Linked DNA regions of Rattus norvegicus: region 1 is linked to region 2. Evidence: chromatin contacts called from public Hi-C data. All regions are on one chromosome and are shown on one strand. The core of a region is the stretch at or near the end of the contact, and the rest is flanking DNA. Distances in the headings are between cores, read along the strand shown. Region 1 has its middle 27 kb from the start of Foxl3. Region 2 holds the start of Adap1 (ArfGAP with dual PH domains 1).

Evidence for each region. Hi-C and Micro-C count contacts between places; a contact is called where the count stands out from the background.
Region 1: a Hi-C map of hepatocytes shows a contact between it and region 2, with 2.4 times the contacts expected there. The contact joins the enhancer-like site here to the promoter of Adap1 in region 2. A contact is called at or near these places in 2 of 12 Hi-C or Micro-C datasets (the A7r5 cell line and hepatocytes).

What each region holds. Positions count from the first base shown.
Region 1 is chr12:20,900,737-20,903,436 of GRCr8, reverse strand. No RefSeq gene overlaps it. Among named protein-coding and RNA genes, the nearest start is that of Foxl3, 27 kb to the left of the region's middle. Within about 2 kb of position 1,311, at least 3 of the 93 cell types and tissues checked have an H3K27ac peak or open chromatin away from gene starts, as enhancers often do. A contact at or near this core is called in hepatocytes, where this site is marked.
Region 2 is chr12:20,436,759-20,439,458 of GRCr8, reverse strand. It overlaps Adap1 (ArfGAP with dual PH domains 1), which reads right to left and starts at 1,368. Exons shown (of 11, transcript NM_133567.2): 1 at 1,202-1,368. The coding sequence starts at 1,283.

The DNA of each region.
Region 1 (2,700 bases), core at 62-2,561, 460 kb before region 2:
CCCGGAAGGCAGCGGGCACAATCAGTCCGCCCATTTCAGTCTTTCAAAACAACTTGGTCTGGGTGGGTCTGCTAAGGCACACCCCTCAGGTGTCCGGTGTGTCTCTGAGCGTGTTCTCTACAAGTCTTGAGTGGCGCTTCTGGTGAGCACCCCGGTCTTCCCAAACCCCATGTCCAGGCTCTCTGGTCTCAGGCAAGCTCTATTGCACTGACCAGCCCGCATTTCTCTTACCCTAACCTTCATAAGCTCTTGTCTGAGAAATAAACCCAAAGAATGGAGGCGATGACCCTTAGGTGGCAGAAGTCACCATATGTCCCCAGCACCCACAGCTCACATCCCTCTCCTGTAAACCTGCCTATCTCCTTCTCTCCTGCCACATGTGTACACCTGAAGGGTGGACACCTAACCTAAGGGGCCCCATTGTGAGTCTCTGTGTGAACAGTTGGAACAGATCAAACTCTCCTTCCTGGGCGGGGTGGTACTTAGACGTGAAACCTGGAACTACAGCAGCTCCTTTGTGTGTGCCCGGGGGACAGCTTGATTTGGAATGAGGCCAGCTAGGCAGAAGGCAGGGATTAAAAGAAATCAGGGCCACTGACCCAAAAACCCACCCTGCTTGTGACCTTGCAGCCTTACGTGGGGGCCTATCCTCTCCTTGTTCAAGGAGTTGGCCGGGCCATGTTTCTCTCTGCCATCCTACCCGAGGAGTGCCTTCATCATGGGCATCGATGATGCCCACTGAGTGGTCACCTGATATATCTAGCCCAATTAGCGTCGTGCCCAACACTTAGTTGGCACTGACAGACAAGTCCTTGAGGAGCCTCGGAGTAAGACTGGTGCCTGGAGAGGCCCCCCTGTTCTTATTAGAACCCCATATCCCAGCCAATTGTCACACATGATCCCAGTGCAGACAGCTGAAGCCCAGAGTTCCCAATGTCTCCATTTCTTCCCATTTATTCCCCTTTCGCTCCTTTGTGTGCAGGAGGGGAGGAAACAGCCCTATCCCAGGAAGCCACAGGCCCACAAGTACTCTAACTCCATGTTATAAACTTTCTAGAGTCCCTACTTTTTGTTGTCCTGAAGCCTGAGTGGAGCACTGCACGGGCCAGCCTGGCATCCAGTGCTTGTGTCAAATGGGCCCACCATTCCGGGAGCTCCAGTCCATCTGCAGTTATAAGTTACCTGTATTAAAAGCCTGTGCGACCTGCACATTAAACAGGAGTGTTGAGCAAAAAGCCATTGCCCTAAGTGGTAGGTACTGTGGCCCCTCCCAGTACACAGCGACTCTCTGGAAGCCTTCCATTAGCCAGAAGAGTCAGAAAGAGTGCTCCCAGCTAGCTGTGGCCTAACTTTACCCAGGTTGTTTGTCTTTGCTTGAATGACACTAACTTTGTTTCCAGAACAGGTGCCAGCTGACCCGGTAGGTAGGAGGCTCCCAGGGAACTCAGAACTCACAGGAAGCTGTCACCCTGCTCTGGCCAAGAGCTTTTCAAGGAGAAGGCAGAAATAAGGAGGCCAGTAAGCTGCAGTGACCAGCCCTATCCCAGTTCACAAGGAGGTCAACCTAAATTAACTCTGCCTCCCTGACCCAAGCTTCTCAGACCCCTACTTCCCTGATCCCCACCTCCTGGACCCCTGCCTCCCTGATCCCAGCATCCATGACCCATTTCTTCCTGATCCCAACTTTCCTGACCCAGCCTTCTAGACTACAGCTCTCTTGAACCCTGCCTCCCTACACCAGCCTCCCTGAATCCTGCCTCCCTGACCCTTCCTGACCCTAGCCTACATGACCCCAGCCTCCATGGCCCCTGCCTCTGTAACTCTTAGCCCCTTGGACTCCAGCTTCTCTGTTACCTTGACTCTACCTCAAATCTTGGTGACCAATGATTAAAATTTTGCCGTATATTTAAGGAATAATATTTAATTACCGCCATTACCATGTTTTTCCCTTCTCTATTTCCTTTCATAGTGGTGCTGTTTGACCTGAGGCTCCTGAGGGTGAAGCTCACTCTACCTTGTGACTCATTCCATTGCCACTGCTCACCCTTTGTCACCTATGAGCGGTTCTTAGATGTGTGGGTGTCCTCCTGTCTTTTCCAGTCTATTCTGAACCGCTAGTCAGTGCAGATGGAACCTTCTAGCTCTCTGTTGCTGCAACACCTCTGAGGCCCCTAGTGATCTGAATGAGAATAGCCCCCATAGATTCACACATTTTAATGTTTGTTCCCCAGTTGGTGTAACTGTTTGGGAAGGATTAAGAGGTGTGGCCTTGTTGGAGGAAGTGAGTACTGGGGGTGGGATTTTTGAGGTTTCAAAAGCCCACATCGTTCCAACTGGCTCTCTGTGATTAATGATTATATCTCAAGTTCTAAGCTCTCAGCAACTGCTCCAGTGCCATGCTTGCTTGCCTGCTGCCATGTTCCCTGATGTGATGTCCATGAACAGTAACCCTCTAAAACTGTAAGCCCCAAATAAACTCTTTCTTCTATAAGTTGCCTTTGGTCATGGTGTCTTTTTTTTTTCCTTTTAATAATATGATTGTTTTGCCTGAAGAGTGTTCACCACACTCCTGCCTGGTGTCTAAGTTAGTTAGGAAAACAGATCAAATCCCCAGGAACTAGAGTTACAGACAGTTTTAGCTGCCATGTGGATGCTGGGAATTCTCTAGAAAGAGTAGCATTGGGTGTTCTTAAACCACTG
Region 2 (2,700 bases), core at 119-2,618:
AGACTCTGGCATAGCCGGCTTTCCCAAACATGTTGAAAGGCAGGTCTGAGAGAGGGAGGTGGGAACCATGCAGAACCAGGGAGCCACCACCCCACTGCACCATGGCAGGGCCCTGCAGGGCCTCTGGAGACCAGGAAAGGACTACTTCATCTTGCCCAGCTTCCCACTGAAGCTTGGTCAATGTCTCCTCCCAGGGACACCAGGGCCCCTGGGGTGGCATGCACTTACTATTGACTGGCAGATTCTCAGCCACATGCTACCACTCCAGCCCAGAGGCGGGGATGTGGGGGAGAGACGGGGAGGAGGTCCTATTTACAGGCTGCAGGCTTTCAGCCTGCATCTCAGGAAGGCAGAGTTATGACCTCAAGGAACTGATACCTGGTATGTTCAGAGGGGCTCATGCTAGACACCCCTTAATATTCCCGAAATGTCTCGCAGGCCTGTCCCCACCTGCATACCCAGACAGGATGAGGCTGGGAGTGCCAGCTCCAGGAGCCTGCCAGCTGCTCGGAGAACTCGACCCTTTCTTCACAGTCAATCCTGAGCCCCTGTGCTCTGGTCCCTACAAATCCTTCCAAATTAGGGGCAACCAAGGGGCAAAGTCTGGAAGATGTCTGGCAGATGTGTCTGTGGCTCCCTCCTGACCCCCACCGTCCTGGTCCCAGGGAAGCTAGGAACAGAGAGCCCAAGGTTCATGGCCAGCCTATCCTCACAGAGGCCACCCAAGGCTCTGCATCCTCCCCCAGCCTTGAGTATGTACAAGACAGCGGCCCCAGGCAGGGATGCCATGACGTCATCTCCAGGTAGCTGGGAACCAGGTGGACCCCCTGCTCCCTGGTAAACACCCTGGGCTCACTGGCCGCTTTCCCTGCAAGCCTACAGCCCCTGATGATTTCCTCTTTTTTTTTATACCCTGAGACACCAAGGTTTCGCAAGGCTGGGATGGGGAGGCGGCTGCGGGTGACAGCGTGACACGCAGCCCAGCGGGGGAGGGGAGGCGGCGGCACAGGTCGCGCGGAGCCCGCGAGGTGCCCTCCGGATGCTGCGCCCGGCCACTGCCAGTCCCTGCCGCCGGCAGGTGCACCTGGGCCGCGCCCCAACCCAGCTAGGACCCAGCGCGTGGCGCGTCCCCATCCCCCGCGCCCCCACGCAGTCCTGTCCACCCGGCCGCACCCCGCACCTCCGCCCGTCCCGCACCTACCCGGGGCTCCGCAGTCAGCGCAGCGCGAGTTCCCCGGACGCGTCAGCAGCTCCAGCAGCGCCCGGCGCCGCTCCCCGGCCATGGCTGCGCGGCCACCGCGCCGTCCCGAGCACGCCCGCCCAGCTAGGGCCCCGCGCCGCGCGCCCGCCGTCCGCCTTGCGCCATCGCCGCCGCTCAGCCCGCGCGCCGGCCCCGATCGTGTCGCCGCGCGGGGCCGCCCTGAACGGAGCTGCGCGCGCGGGGACCGGGGAGCAACGCACGGCGCGCTCGGGACGGCGCGGCCCGCGGGCGGCCCCCAGCGGCGCGGTCAGGGAGCGGCCTCTTCGAGAGCCCAGCCTCACCGGGTCCACCTGGGGCGGGGTCGCAGGGAACCGGTGCTGCGGAAGGATGGGCCACCCCACACGCAAGCGTGCCTGTTGGGTTGAAGTTGAGGACGTGGGTAGCTCAGGCTAGCCCTACCTACGAAAGGCAAATGCCGGTGCTCAAAGGACCGGAGGGCTCCACCCTCACACGTGTCCAAGTCCTATACTCTCATCTTCAAGAGATAGGACAGGAGCTGGCCACACCCCTCCTGATCTCCAACAGGCTCCCTTCCAGAGCCGGTGTCAGCTTCTTTGCTGGCCCTAGCATTTCTGTTCAAATTCCATTTTCTCCATTATAAACGCAATAGTAGCTGTTTAGAAGCCAATGGCCACACCCAACTGGGAAATGAAAGCCTTCTCCAAAGCCTCCTGAGAGTCTGAGGACGCTCTATGACTTCCAACCTTTGGACGCCCCACCTCCAATCCCTACTCCTGCTAATATACCAGAGTCAGGGTGTTGGCTGCTCTATGATTTGACCCCGGGAATGTTCCCTGACCCACAAAGGTCCCTGTGTTAAGGACATAGTCCCTAGGGTAGTGCTATAGTGTGGTTAGGGCTATTGGGAGGAAGCCATTGGGACCTTAGCCTCTTCCTGTTGGGTTGAGCATGCTTTCTCTTGCTTCCTGGGGAGAGGGGGTCAATTTTGTCCCACCACATATTTGTGTCACGATGCTCAATTGCACATTGTCTTTCTGAGATAACGTTTGCAATCCTGGCCAACTCCGCCTGGCGGCCCTCTGCTGAGGCTGTACTGTATAGCCTGCCAGGGGCACCTGTCCCTCAGGACCTGACTCTCACACCATCGCAGAACTCATCCTGGGATCAGGAGGCAGAACATGCAACCCACCCCGATGCACACTTTGGAGGTCATGAAGCCGGTGGCACTGTAGGCTTACTGTTTGACGGATCTAATACCTTTCTCCTGAAGCCCACTGGAGCCTGAGTAGTGACAGGTGGCATTTCCACCTCTGGGCCTTCTGCCAGGCTCCAGGCCTGGCATACAGCAGGAGCTTGCAGAATGGGAATTACACAAGACAGACCGATGGGGGCTGGGGATGTGTCTCAATTGGTAGAGAGCTTACCTAGCATCTGCAGAGCCCTGGATTGTGTCCCCAGCACCACAGAATCTAGGAGTA